Linked DNA regions of Mus musculus: all the other regions are linked to region 3. The links are chromatin contacts, called in public promoter capture Hi-C maps. All regions are on one chromosome and are shown on one strand. The core of a region is the stretch at or near the end of the contact, and the rest is flanking DNA. Distances in the headings are between cores, read along the strand shown. Region 1 has its middle 15 kb from the start of Hmga2. Region 2 holds the start of 1700006J14Rik (a long non-coding RNA gene). Region 3 holds the start of 4921513I03Rik (RIKEN cDNA 4921513I03 gene). Region 4 has its middle 37 kb from the start of 1700006J14Rik. Region 5 has its middle 46 kb from the start of Llph.

Evidence for each region. Promoter capture Hi-C pulls out the DNA fragments that hold promoters and counts their contacts.
Region 1: a promoter capture Hi-C map of the HPC-7 cell line shows a contact between it and region 3. The contact joins the enhancer-like site here to the promoter of 4921513I03Rik in region 3. A contact is called at or near these places in 12 of 39 promoter capture datasets (the 3T3-L1 cell line, 3T3-L1-derived adipocytes, the HPC-7 cell line and 9 more), 1 of 484 Hi-C or Micro-C datasets (nephron progenitors) and 1 of 115 datasets of contacts at active chromatin or transcription factors (extraembryonic endoderm stem cells).
Region 2: a promoter capture Hi-C map of frontonasal cranial neural crest shows a contact between it and region 3. The contact joins the promoter of 1700006J14Rik here to the promoter of 4921513I03Rik in region 3. A contact is called at or near these places in 6 of 39 promoter capture datasets (the HPC-7 cell line, cranial neural crest, embryonic stem cells and 3 more), 1 of 484 Hi-C or Micro-C datasets (bone marrow-derived macrophages), 1 of 115 datasets of contacts at active chromatin or transcription factors (extraembryonic endoderm stem cells) and 1 of 9 other capture datasets (embryonic stem cells).
Region 4: a promoter capture Hi-C map of hematopoietic stem and progenitor cells shows a contact between it and region 3, with 4 times the contacts expected there. The contact joins the enhancer-like site here to the promoter of 4921513I03Rik in region 3. A contact is called at or near these places in 14 of 39 promoter capture datasets (the 3T3-L1 cell line, 3T3-L1-derived adipocytes, the SN4741 cell line and 9 more), 1 of 484 Hi-C or Micro-C datasets (bone marrow-derived macrophages) and 2 of 115 datasets of contacts at active chromatin or transcription factors (embryonic stem cells and trophoblast stem cells).
Region 5: a contact with region 3 is called in a promoter capture Hi-C map of hematopoietic stem and progenitor cells, with 3 times the contacts expected there. The contact joins the enhancer-like site here to the promoter of 4921513I03Rik in region 3. A contact is called at or near these places in 17 of 39 promoter capture datasets (3T3-L1-derived adipocytes, the HPC-7 cell line, the SN4741 cell line and 11 more), 1 of 484 Hi-C or Micro-C datasets (bone marrow-derived macrophages), 5 of 115 datasets of contacts at active chromatin or transcription factors (the NIH/3T3 cell line, embryonic hindbrain, embryonic stem cells and 2 more) and 1 of 9 other capture datasets (embryonic stem cells).

The regions. Positions count from the first base shown.
Region 1 is chr10:120,490,339-120,493,038 of GRCm38.p6, reverse strand. No RefSeq gene overlaps it. Among named protein-coding and RNA genes, the nearest start is that of Hmga2, 15 kb to the right of the region's middle. Within about 2 kb of position 1,323, at least 5 of the 459 cell types and tissues checked have an H3K27ac peak or open chromatin away from gene starts, as enhancers often do. A contact at or near this core is called in the HPC-7 cell line, where this site is marked.
Region 2 is chr10:120,362,855-120,365,554 of GRCm38.p6, reverse strand. 1700006J14Rik (a long non-coding RNA gene) reads right to left here and starts at 1,421. Exons shown (of 7, transcript XR_003948966.1): 1 at 1,239-1,421. It overlaps Hmga2 (high mobility group AT-hook 2), which reads left to right. Exons shown (of 5, transcript NM_010441.3): 5 at 1,259-2,700. The coding sequence ends at 1,303. It overlaps Gm40783 (a long non-coding RNA gene), which reads right to left and starts at 1,199. Exons shown (of 2, transcript XR_872121.2): 1 at 1-1,199.
Region 3 is chr10:120,764,477-120,767,176 of GRCm38.p6, reverse strand. It overlaps 4921513I03Rik (RIKEN cDNA 4921513I03 gene), which reads right to left and starts at 1,445. Exons shown (of 3, transcript NR_038000.1): 1 at 1,339-1,445.
Region 4 is chr10:120,326,089-120,328,835 of GRCm38.p6, reverse strand. No RefSeq gene overlaps it. Among named protein-coding and RNA genes, the nearest start is that of 1700006J14Rik, 37 kb to the left of the region's middle. Within about 2 kb of position 1,380, at least 11 of the 459 cell types and tissues checked have an H3K27ac peak or open chromatin away from gene starts, as enhancers often do.
Region 5 is chr10:120,271,948-120,274,647 of GRCm38.p6, reverse strand. No RefSeq gene overlaps it. Among named protein-coding and RNA genes, the nearest start is that of Llph, 46 kb to the right of the region's middle. Within about 2 kb of position 1,422, at least 68 of the 459 cell types and tissues checked have an H3K27ac peak or open chromatin away from gene starts, as enhancers often do. A contact at or near this core is called in the NIH/3T3 cell line and hematopoietic stem and progenitor cells, where this site is marked.

The DNA of each region.
Region 1 (2,700 bases), core at 74-2,573, 270 kb after region 3:
AGATGGTTGTGAGCTGTCCAACATGGATACTCCAGGCCTCTGGAAGAGCAGTAAGTGTTCTTAACCACTAACCCATTAATGAAATTTTACAATAGTATCCTTCAGAGTCTGACTCAGCATATTCTTTCCAAGAATCATACACGGTTGTAGCATGTTGTAGCGCATGCCAGTGCTTCGTGTCTTTTTCAGTGTTGAGTACTATCCCATATCGTGAATGGACAGATATTTTATTTTTCCAGTTACCGGATCGTGAACATTTTATGTTTGTGCTTTTTCCGTGTTTTAGCCAGTATGGTTGTGTGGATGTTTACATTTTGTTTATATACACATACATAAATGATATGTAATATGAATAGACATGCTGAGTGAAGAAACTCTAGTTGGTATGAGCATGACAAACATGGCTCTGGAAAGCCTTGCACTTCTTCTATTCCCTCTGCCTTGCTAAGAGCCATTAGATGACATTCCTAAAGCTAGCCACCAAGGGCTAGTCCCTTATTTGGCCACTTCCTCCCCCTGAGGCTGACCACCAAGGTCCAGTTATCAAAGCATTGAAGTCCAACCATCAAAAGCCCCCTTTTGGCCACTTTAATTATCGTGCCCAATTAAAATTAGTCAACTCATCCTAACATGTGATTTCCCCTTTCACCTTTATAAACCAACATTTGTCTATGGGTCATGGCTGTCTTCTCTCTATCCAGAGGCAGTCCTTTGTTATGTCCCACCCCCACCCTGGACTAATATACCATTACACTCCCCTTGCTCCCGTTCTCCCCTCTCCCTTGTTCCTTTCCCCATCTCTCTCTAACTCTTGCCTCTGTCTTTAATTCCCTGCTCTCTGTCCATTTGAGACAAATAAATCTTTATGCTGAGAACTGGACTTGGGGTTGTCTCGAGCTGACTCTGAGGTCCCTAAGGACGAGCCCTGTGGAAATTGTACTCTTAAGGTTCTCATGAGAGTTTGTTTCCTCAAGCAACTGTATCACATCTCAAGAAGCAACATGTCAATGCGCCAGTGGCCCTGTGCCCTCAGCAACACTTCCGCCGTATGCGTTTATGATCGGAGCGCAGCATCCTAGTGGGAGCGCAGCATCCTAGTGGGAGCGCAGCATCCTAGTGGGAGTGACATCACTTCCCTGTGCTCCGGAAGATGACTACCAGTACTGGAACCAATGGCCCTTCCCTCAAACAGCATTATAAGCAACCACAAAGCCCAGTGGCTTCGACCACTGGCACCCAGTCCTCACTCTGTAGGGCGAGGCATCCATTCTGATATTATTTCATGTGTCTTCATTGCAGGACTGAGACTGTTTCTGACGTGGTGGAGTGTCCACTCTCAGATGACAAGCAGGAACAGCCTGTGGCCTGGATCTGGCACATGACACTTCTGCTTTCCAACTGCTGTCCAAAAATTTCCTGTCACCAAACCCAACTTCAATACAGCCAGTATCGCAAAGCTTGGCTTCCAGAGTGAAAGAGCAAGAGAGTGTAATTTTACAGAGGAAGGGAGTGAATTATTGAAAACAACAGTCCAGTTTCCCTCCCCGCTCAGTTCTGTCTCAATGGCATCTTGCTTCCTATTTACTAACACGGTGAACTCATTATTGCACTCAAACTTCAGGGCATCTTAGATCTCAAACATTCCATCCCTTCCCCCAGTAGCATCTTCCTCAAGGTCTCCATTTGGGAGACTATATTAAAATCTGAAATTATTAGAAGCTGAAATGATTAAAAACGAGAGTGTTGGATTATACCAAAACTGTTCTTTTGTATCAAACATTGCTAGCCGCTACCCAGAATTTATCTGTTGACTTCTTTCTTTAAAAATCACTGAAGCACCTGTGGGACAAGCGTGAGACACAGGGTCCATACTCTCAAGGCCCCCAGAAAAGCTGAGTAGGCCTGGTGTCCACCTGTGACCCCAGCAAGCAGAAGTAGAGGCAGGGGTATTCCCAGAGCAAGCTGACTGGCTAAGCTCCACACCTCGAGAGACCCTCAGATAAAATGTGAAAGCCATTAAGGATGCTATCCAGCAGCAGTCTTAGGTTTCCACAGGCTTGTGCACATGAGTACCTGTACACACAAGTGTGCCCCAAGTATGTGAAGGAGCACATGTACATACACCCAGCTCACAGACATATATATACACATATATGTATATATATGCACATATACATACACACATATATGTGTGTGTGTATATATGTATACGTGTATACGTGTATATATGTATATGTGTATATATATGTATATATATATTCAAATGACAGATTCTCAATCAGGTGTGGTGGCACATGGCTCTAATCCCAATAAGGCTAAGGCAGGGGCATCATAAAATGTGAATTAGCCTGGGCTACAGAGAGAGTTGAAGATCTTTCTGACTTGCAGAGCAAGCAAGACCTTATCTCAATGAGCAAACAAATTCCAACTGAACTTATTCAGAGTAGTAAAACATTTTATATTTTATTTACTTTTTTATTTTATTTTTTATTTTTGCAGCCTCTCTCATCTGGAGCTGAGACTGACCTTGTGAAAATCTGCTGTGGATTTCTGGACCAGTCTGTTTTCCTTATTTTGCTCCTGTTTTGTCTAGCACGTGGCTGCTGAACTTGAGGTGGAGTGGCCATACTTTGAAGATGAGGTAACCATTCTAGGCGAGAGGAAGAGGCTGAGCACCCGCAGAGCGTGGAAAGAGAAAGG
Region 2 (2,700 bases), core at 172-2,671, 400 kb after region 3:
AGACGGGCTCTGAGGCATACTTTACTGAGTGGTATACTGTAGTGACCTGGGAAAGGAAGCGGGGTATAAATTGTGTCAGTTAGCCACCCAGACGAAATGAAGCCATGTGGAAAATCAAATCTATTAAAGTATGAAGGCTGTTGTAAGCTGGCCATTCTTAAAGGGGCTTCATTGGCTGCTGGAGTAAATGTTTACCCCTCTCCCAGATCTGTTTCACATGCCGTCTTTGGAGCCAGCCGGCAGCGTTTGATAAAAATCATCCTCCCACTAACGACACTCTTTATCGGAAATGTTTATTAGCTCCGCTTTACCGCCCATGTCCTGAAAGGTATTGCAGGTTTGTTAAATAAGCAGAAGTTAAAAAGAACTTTGTAGCTCACACCAGCTTGCAGGAACCCCAACAAATTCCAGAGCCATAAGGAATGAGGGGAAAGGGGGGCTGGGGTGGAGTTAGATTTATATGGGCGAGAGGCCCTGAGAAAACATATATATTAGGTTTTCTCTGCTTGGCTGGCCCACCGTTAAATGTTTGCCTGATGTTGACGGATTTAGTATTGAGATTGAACAGTTATGTCAAACTTAGCCCATTGCCTCAAAATGTGTTTTAATAAATGTAAAAATAAGGAAACTGCTCTCAGGAGCAATGTACTTGCAGGATGGGTCTGCTGTCGCTCTCCCACAGCCTTGGCTGAGGAGTTGTATACCAGCCCTGTTTGACCCAAACCTGCCCCTACTTGCCTTATATATAAGGGGTATATTGTTTGTCTGTACACTAAGGAACCCATCTAAAAAAACACACACACATCTAGCAAACGCCCAAACAGCATCAACTAGCAAAAGTTCAAATAGCATCAGCTACCATTACCAACATTTGGTGGGTGGGTTGACTTTCAAGAGCAGCTTTTTAAACCCGATGACTGTGGCACACCATGGGGAGAAACCAACTCTTTCTTGGTGAGTGAAGTCTCCAGAGACCCCACAGGCTACTTCTGACGGTAAACAATTGAATTTGCTGACCAGCAGCCATGGTGCCTTAAGTCAACAGTGACAAAAAACAGCCCAGGAAAAAAGACAACCCCTTGATTCCTCAATGACACGGGTTGAGTGCCTGGGAATAGAGGTCAGGCAGTGTCCCCCACCATGTTCCGCTTAAGCAAGCTCAGCGTGGTGCAGGCGACTCCTGGTTACAGGAGTGGTACTCTGGGCAAGCATTGTTCCCCAAACAAGGCCTAACCCACCTGCCTTCCGTGTGTTGCAGGAGACTGAAGAGACATCCTCGCAAGAGTCCGCAGAGGAGGATTAGGGGGCGCCGACATTCAATTTCTACCTCAGCATCAGTTGGATCTTTTGAAGGGAGAAGACACTGCAGTGACCAGTTATTCTTAACTGCCACGGTCTTTCTACTTCCTGCGGGGTGGGGCGGGGGCGGGGCTGGGCGAGGGGCGGGGCCGGGGTGGGCGAAATCGCATAACCTTGAGAAGGACTATATTAATCACTTTGTAATCCCTTCACAGTCCCAGGTTTAGTGAAAAACTGCTGTAAACACGGGGGACACAGTTTAACAATGCAACTTTTAATGACTGTTTTCTTTTTCCTTAACTTACTAATAGTTTGTGGATCTGATAAGCAAGGGTGTGTGGTTGAAGAAAACCTCTGTGGTGGGCTTAATCAGTCACTACATGCAAACCCTAAACCGGCACCCTGGTGACCGGGGGCATTCGTATAAGAAAAGCATTGTGTGTGACTCTGTGTCCACTCAGATGCCACCCCCACCATGATCATAGAAAATCTGCTTAGGACACCAAAGATGAGAACTAGACACTACTCTCCTTTCTTTGTGTATAATCTTGTAGACACTTACTTGATTTTTTTTTCTTTTTTTACTTTTCAATTCTGAATGAGACAAAATGCTGGTGTATCTTTTCATACAGCTAGCAAACCAGAATAGGTTATGCTCGTTTTTTGCTTTGTTTTGTTTTTCAAAAAGGGAAGTAAACGAGAACCGTTGACTCCTCCATTTATGGACTCATACACAGCAGCAGGAGTGATAAGCCCACAAGCTCTCTTTCCCGCCTCGGGAAATCTACACAGCCAAAAGCCACTTAGCCATAAATGACACTTGTCAGCCTTGAAGCATCGGAGATAACTAGCTGAGTAAAATGATCCTGTTTTGGAATTTAATGAAAAGGTTAACAGTACCCAATGAACCCACCCAAGTGATGACATGGGAGGAGCGAAACCGAAATCTCTTTTGCTATATAAAGGACACTATTTTTTAAAAAAAAATAATAAAAACAGCTCCCGCTCTCTGTCCTCTCTCCCTCCCTTCTCTCCCTCGCCTCTCTCTCCTCTCTATATTCCCTGTTCTTCATTGTGTACCAGTGTCCGTGAAAGACCGCAGTACCACTTACCTCAGATGAAGCCTGCGTGTTACATCCTGTAACACCTTTCATTTTGACATAAGATGGCTAGCCGAGGTGCATTATCTTGGTTCGGACTGCCATCTCTGCATTCACGCTGCACTTTTAGCCAGAGATGCAATAATCCCCACTCCTCAATACTACCTCTGAATGCTACAGTGAATTTACAGCCCTGCACTTGTTACACGCTGCTAGACACAAGCCCTGCAAGAGAAAGGAAAAAAAAAAGCCCACCAAAACCAAACCAAACCTTACTGGGTCGGCATCTCAGCCATCCCCA
Region 3 (2,700 bases), core at 196-2,695:
GGTAAAGTCACATGCCGAGGAAAAGTTGCTTGCAATACTTTTGGAGACCCTGCACCGTCTTCATAGAAGGAGTATGTACTGGGAAGGAAAGGAGACTTGGAATGGCCAAACTGCTGAGTCTTTGGCCTTTAAAGCTGCCTACAGATAGCTATGAGACCACTCAGTGAGCTGCCATCCATGATGGGGTGCACTTTTCTGTGATGTGCCTGCCTTTGAGTCAACCCTGCTCCTGTGAGTAACCCCTCGCCCATCCTCCTGTTAGCAGCCCCGATAAAGACTAACCGACAGAGCTAGTCAGACTCTTGTGCAGTGTGCTCTGGTCTTCGAGATATAAGCTCTTAGAGTGAAAATAAAATCCTAGTATTGATCATAGTCTGGCTTGCCTAATGTGATGGCCATGACTCACACAACCGCCATACCTCACGTGAAGTCCGGCTCCATCTCAGCCAATGTGGAGCAGTGGTGGAGCACAGTGGCAGATTGACAGCTGCCAATAACGGCAGCTCGTCTCAGTACCACACAATACCACCATCCTTTTCACTCTGAGAACAAACCAACTAGACCGAAGGCCAGTGAAGTGGAAAAGACAGATACGACTCTTATCTGGGAAACCCGTGGGAACAGTAAGAGCGGGGCTTCCCGATCCTGTATTTGTTTTATGGTGTTTAGAGGAAAGTGGGAATTTCCATCCTGCTGAACCTACAGAGTTATCCTGAAATAACATTCTTTGCTCGTTGTAAGGAGATGATGGTACTTAAGTTTGTCTGATTCTGTTTTTTTTTTCACGAAGAGATTTAAAACCTTGGAGAAGAGTGAAGGGCGGATCTACTCAAAGGATTCTGGCAGAGGGCCTGAGAGATGCCTCAGCAGTTCAGAGAACTTGCTGTTCCCCCGGAGGTTCTGAGTTCTGTGCGACCACTCCTAACTCCAGCTCCAAGAGATATGCGCCCCCTCCTGACCTCTGCAGGTAACAGCACATACACACAGACACACACACACACAGACACACACACACACACACACACACACACACACACACACACACACACACAGCAGGCACGAGTGCACCTATCCTGTAAGCCATCATAATGGATTACCTCTGTAATATACGTTCTATTGGATCTGTTCCTCTAGAGAACCCTGAGTGATATGCCCCTCGAATGCCCCTCAAAGTCTCAGGTTTTGAGTCTGGCAGTTTTGTTGAGAAGTAGATGGATAAGAAGGATACCAACCACACCAACAGACCATTCTACTGATGACTTCATCATTGAGTGTGTTTTTGGGAGGTATGACCTAACTGGAAGTGGCGGGTTGGGAGGGTACCTTTGAATGGCTTACCTTGCCCGAATTCACATGCTGTTACCCAGCTGCAGTGAGATCAGAAGCCCTGCTCCACCCCGACTGCTTTCCTCCACATTGTTCTCTATTGTTTTTCCAGCAGCTGTGACCAAATGCGAGAGAAGGAGGTTTTCTTTTGGATCATGGTTTGCGAGTATAGTTTGTCACAATCATGAAAGCATCGCGATGGGAGTGGCTATCAGGCATGGCAGTGGGAGTGGCTATCAGGCATAGCAGTGGGCGTGGCTCACAGGCATGGTAGTGGGAGTGGCTAGCAGGCGTGGCAGCAGAAGCATGAGGCTGCTGATTCACATCTCAGCGGACCAGGAAAAGGAGAGGAGGGAATGACGGAGCTCAGAGGCTTTCTCCTCTCCCGTTTTTTTTATCCAGCCAAGTCCTCTTTTTATCCAGCCAAGTCCGCAGTGCATGGGAAGGTCTCTACTATGTTCAGGAAAGGTCTTACCCTCTTAGTCATTCCTCTCTAGAAAAAGGCTCACAGATAAGTTCAGAGGTAAGGTGTGACTCACTAATGCCTTGGTGGTTTCTTAATCCAATAAAGTTGTTGATCAGAGTTAGACCATCACATAGTCTGCATCACTATAATTCACAGACAAGGGAACCAGGTGACCATAGGACTGAAATAACTAAACTATGAGCTCAAAGGAAACTGTTCTTTAAAGTTTTTCTCCGATAGTCTTTGAGTTTTTGTAGTACCTACAACTAATGTACAGCTATCAATGTATAGATATGTTTCTCCTGTGAGCTGATACTCTTATCCTGTTCGCTATTATAGGATGGAGCTGGAGCCTTCAGCAGATGCTGAGGGAAGGTTTGAGGCTGATCCTGGGTGCAGAATTGTGCCCAGTTCTTCCCACCTGATTGTTCATCTACTGCAAACTGGGGCTCGTTTTTCCCTTTGGAAAAATAATCACATTTTGCTGCATTGGAAAGCATGGCTAAGATTGATTCCTGCAGTAATTTAACAGAACCTGAAGCTTTATAGACCTTCTGTCTACAGGACTTCTGACTACACAGAACGTGTCTTTAGGATGTGCCCTTCTTTTCCCTGTTCTGATAGAACTGACTGTGCAAACTAAGGCAGCTTTCAGATGCTATTCCACTCACTGGCAGTGCCATTTGTGCCTCTGAACAGCAACAGGCTGAGGTCTTCCAAAAAACTAGGGAAGAGTGGTAGATCCAGAGGTCTGAGCCTCTCGATTCCTGGGGTGGACACGTTAGGGTGTCTATTGTGAAAGACCGGGGGGAGTGAAGATATGCTCAGGAGATCCCATGGGCTTTGAAGACCTTTGGCATGGCTCTCCATTCATAAAAAGCTGCTTCATTCAGAGCTGTGGCTTCAGA
Region 4 (2,747 bases), core at 131-2,630, 440 kb after region 3:
ACACTAAGCTACCCCATAATTCCACCAAAAGGAAAACCAAATACAATCACAGACGTCAGGCAACTTTTCCATCGTGTGAAGTTGACTTGTTTAGACTAGTCCAGCTGCAAGGCCAGGGCCTCCCGTCTCACCCAGTGCAGTGCTGTGTGTGTCTGGCTACTGTTCAAGGTCAAAGATCCACAACCCAAACCTGCTAGGCTAAGGGGGAAATCAGGAATTGGAGTAGGATTTACCGTGCTGTACACACAACTATGAAGACCTGAGACAAAGCAGACGCAAGCAACAGGAAGCAAGGACAAGGGCCAGGAGATGTGGAAGTCTGAGGTAGGCTTTCAAGTCTGGAGGGTCAAAGGGGAGGTCCAGAGGAAATTCAGCCCTTCAGGTTTTCTGCTGAGAAAGGATGGGGTGAGGGAGGTCAACTATGGGAAAGGGAGCCTAAAGATGAGAATCTGCCTCAACACGGGGCATCTTAATACTCACGGATCCAGCTTTCACTGACAACTTCCTTGCGCCCAGTTCGCTCACCCTGCTTGCCTGCAGTGCCCACCACTGGCCGGTGAAACGATTCCGTAGAACGAAAAAGCAACCTCAGCAATTGGTCGGACGCTTCCGGTGTCCTTCCGATCAGTTCTTCGGGTTAGCCTGATGTTTCAAACCATTGTTTTATATTTAAAAGAAACCTGAAGGAAGGAAGGTGTGGGCAATTCACGTGCCACAGTGTGCACGTGGGCATCATGGAGGTCAGTGGGCGGGTCCTAGGGGTCAGAGGGCAACTCTGGGGTCAGGTCTCTTCTCCTTTAACCTTCACACTTGTTCTGGGACTCAAACTCAGATGGTCAGGTTTGTGTAGCCTGCTCAGCCATCTTGCTGGGCTCAATGACTTTTTTTTTTTTTAAAGCATAACCATCGTTATAAGAACACTATTACTTTAATTGCTATTTCTGGAGGAAATACAGTGTGACCTGATCTTAGATATTGTCATCTGAGTTTCTACATAAAATTAAGTGATTCCCTACCCCACCCCCTCGACATAACTGATTGAGCCCTCGAGACATGTTTGCTAGCTCAGGAGTACTTCCAAAGCTTATACTATTAGAGAGCAAGCAGGTAGTCCTGCACTCGTTTGCTTGGGAGTCGCGAGAGTCAGCTGCCAAAGTGTTTTCATGCTCCTTATTGGCTTGTGTGTTGTTGTTATGGGAAATCACACCAACGAGCATCCATCCACTAATGTGATATCAGCTGTGGATGCCAAGATCCGAGGAGGGGCTCTCGTGCAGCTGGGATGCCGATGGCGGTGCTTAGCACCTCAGGCCTCCTCTCCCTCACACTGACACATGGAGATACTTGTTTGCAGTCAGCGCTCCTGTGTTCTCTCTCGGTGTGGCAGCCACAAGAAGCACATCTGTGAAGTGTTTGCCAGCATGTCAAGGGTAGCCAGGCTCTCTTGAAGCCATTTCAAATGTCATACCAATCCTTGTGCATAACATCTTTGAGGAAATTGCTACTCTAGAGATCTTAATATTTAAAGAAAAAAAAAAAAGGAAAGAAAGAGAAGAAAGGCAATACATTTAGCCACTTAAAAGTAGCATTCTTTTTCACTGAGCGAAGCTGAACTCTCCAAAACTTCTTTTTTTACCAAACAAGTCTCTTTTTTGGTGGCGAGGAAATAAATTAGCATTCGGGTCCTAAGTGCTCTTAAAATCATGCTGCTATAGACCTGTCCATTGTTTATAATTCTTAAATAAAGCTGAAAGTCAGAAAGCCGTCCTTGGAAGGTTTATGAGCAGTTTTTTGGTCCCCCCCCCCCCAAGCAGAAGTCAAATAGAAGATCAAAGAGATTCAACAAAATACTTCAAACTCAGAGTGGGCTGAGCTCAAAAGCCATGTAAAGAACCCAACCTCTCCAGATAGCTTGGGAGATGTGTCTTGTAATTTCAAAATAAAACAAAACCAAAGCGTGATGGTCTGAATTTATCAAACTGACATCTCTGAATGGTGTGGTTGGAAGTACGGGTCTTTGATATTCTACCCAGAGCATCCCAGACGGTTTTAAAAGGTCAGGTGACCACTTTACTGAGCGGGAAATATGAACAGCCGGGGGTGGATTTCCCATCTCTCTGCCCCTCCTCCTGCTGTGACTTCACAGAGACTATCTTTTCCATCTCTGGGGGACGAAGGTACACCTTTGAACTGCCCCAAGAAGTGGAATGGTTTCCAAAGTTTTGAGCACTGGTTAATTGGCGCTGTACCACCTTAAGCACCTCTAACTTAAGCACCTACTCACCATCTGATTTAAAATAGAAAAAGATACAGCGGACTGACCTCGCTAAATAGGCACGAATCTACCCAGGCATGATCGAGACCCCGATAAATCTGTTTCTAATCACCCATTGGTATTTAAGTATATAGTAACTACTCTATTAAATTTAATTCTCTCTCTTTAATGACAGTTATTCTGCATTTAATGACAGTTATTTGAAATATATACCCACAGATTATTAACAACACTTTAACAAGATATTTAAACTGTGGAATGTGAGTACGAATCTATCAAATGTCACTAAGTCAATTACTGTTTAATGCAGAATGGCCAAATTGTTAACATGGCCCCAGGTGGGAACAAGATGACCTGAAAGCATTTCAGTAAGAACTAACTTGCCAGGGGGAGAAAATGCAACTGAGAGTATTATTTCAGAGTAAAGCTAAGGACATATGACTTAAACACTGATATGGAAGCATGCCTTTGG
Region 5 (2,700 bases), core at 173-2,672, 490 kb after region 3:
CATGCCCACCTTACAAACAGGCCTGGAGTGCTGATTTAAAACGCTGTCTTTTTTTTTTCCCCCTTCCAAAATTAAGATGAAATATTTTACATAAAGCCAAATAAAGAAGAAAATGGTCTGGCCTGTTAGGGCGTACTTACTTCACTTTTAATATAGACAAATAATCCTTCAAAATTGTCCTTTTTATTTTTTTAAGTTAAATTATGTCCACCCCATGTGCAGATTCAATTTACCCACTAAGTACACAGCTCAGTCTCCCCTCTCAGAGAACCATTCATTTGCCTAAGAAGGTGGGGGAGACCCTGCTGTATTTTCTTAAAGAGATTCCTAACATTTTCCCCCTCCTCCCTCTCGCCTTAAAGACTACTCTGAGAAACTTTGTCCAGCAGTAAAAGGAAAATGGGTTCAAACAAGCTTCAGGAAATTTGGGTAGTAAAACATAAGTTATAAAGTCTATGTTGAGGGCAAAATAAATGGGGCTCTTTTAAATGGGTTAAGTGTCAGCCATGAGACGGAAATGACTTCCTATAGAGTCAGCCATCCCTCCTACTCTCGAGGCAAACGGTGCTGCAAAAGGCTCTCAGGCAGTAAAGGGATACACTGGTCCATGCTGCTGAGCATGCGTCTGGGATGCACACTTATTTACCACACACCACATCTGTCTGGGATGCACACTTATTTACCACACACCACATCTGTCTGGGATGCACACTTATTTACCACTCGCCACATGTGTCTGGGATGCACACTTATTTACTCCGCACCACATGTGTCTGGGATGCACTCTTATTTACCACACACCACATCTGTCTGGGATGCACACTTATTTACCACACACCACATCTGTCTGGGATGCACACTTATTTACCACACACCACATCTGTCTGGGATGCACACTTATTTACTGTGTACTATGTTCAATTTAAGGAAAATAAATGTGAAGGCAGCAACCATGAAGGACAGAGGGCATGGGTTTTCTGTAATTGCAAGGAGACTTGGGTAATGCTGTGTGCATGTTTGATTTAAAATGTTAAAATATTAACAGAAGTTTTCTATAGCAGAGTGTTCCTATCACAGTGAAGTGACTCATAAGAATGCTAAATTCAAACCAGATGGGCACAAACATTACTGGGCGAAAAAAAAAATCATATATTTGGGAGTCAGCGTGGGTCGTCATAAAAATGAAGACCTTGTCGGAGTTCCTGAAGATTGAACTTGCAGAAGTGAAAAGGGAAACAAGGGGAGAGATATTCTCGACTTCCTCTGCGTTAGACAGGCCACCGTCAATTAGAAGAGCTAACATTTATAAAACTTTAGATTGCCGTTTTAATTCATAAAAGATGACTGTTACAGTCCAGAGAGCTCAGATGTGCCAGAGCCCAGGATTCATTAGTTCAGCCGCATGCCACCCTAATAGTGCCCAAGACTCATCTTACTTCCTTCCCGCCCTAAGTCACCCTCATTGAAGATCTATGTGGTATAGAAACTTCCAGCCTGGCCTTTAGTATTCTCCCAGCAAACCACAGAGGAAAATTCCCATTGCAGGGTCAGACACCCAACCAAATCTCTGCTCTCTTAGTTTGTTTGTTTGTTTTTGTTTGTTTTGTTTTTCCCTCCGAGCTTTTCCCCGTTTTCAGATGATCTGCCCCATGTGCTGTGTTTAAATGCGTATGTACCCTACAAGAAGAAAAATATGTGGTCTCGGAATTAATACTTTTTTTTGACTTATAGGGAAATTCCAGTTGTGTTTAACTTGGACTGTGGGATCCGGGAGCTTTACAGAGAGGAGAAACGACGACGAGTGTGTTTTGAGCAGAAATGTGAATCAGGAGTTCCCCACTGTTTGGTTGCTGGAATCCCAGACAACACGGGGAGAAATGATAAGCGCATAATTTAGTCTGGCAGCCGTAGCACTCAGCCTGCGAGCTTGTCAGGTTCTGACTAGGGATGAGAGACCTCCCAGGGACAAGAAGGTACTTCAGGAAACGGTGTTTCTGATTCCGTAGGTGGCCTCTTTCTCCCTGGGTCCCTGTGAATAAGATGCCCGCGTGGTGTTAGGGGGCACTGTGCTCAACTGTGCTGTTTACCTTTCTGAAGAAACCTAAAACCACAGACCTAACCATTTGTGGCCACCGGAGATCTTACAGCGGACTCTCTAAGGCCAGTTGTGTTAACTCCAGAATGCTGGCCCGAGTCCAGCTCAAGTAATTACATTCTGCTCCCCTCAAACTCCCCCTGTAGTTTCCACTGAATCCGATAGTCTGGACCCTCCATCAAGCAGCCTGGCCGGCTCGGTGGTGGTTAGCATTCCACAGAGAGGCAGCCTGTAAGTCCAAGCTGGAAGAAATGAGTGTTCCATCCCCACCAAGCTGCGGCAAATTGGAATTAGCTAGTGTTCATGAAAGCCTCGGGAAACCCGTTTTTTTGAGTGTGTTCACAATCAAAGCTACCTCCTTTGCCCTAGGGAGCCACCTCTGCGAGTGTCGCTTTAACGAAAACGAGTATAGAGATCCTGGGAGGGCAGAGTAGAGTCCTACTCACCTCTGACCTGGAAATACCCTATCTGGGGCAGGGCCAGCAGGGGAGGTGAGTTGAGAAAGCACCGCTCTAACTGTAACAAAGCTCAGAGGCCAGAGAAAAGGAGAAGGGTCTGCGAATGACGTCATATTACGAAGGAATAAAGGATCTTGGGAGGTTTAG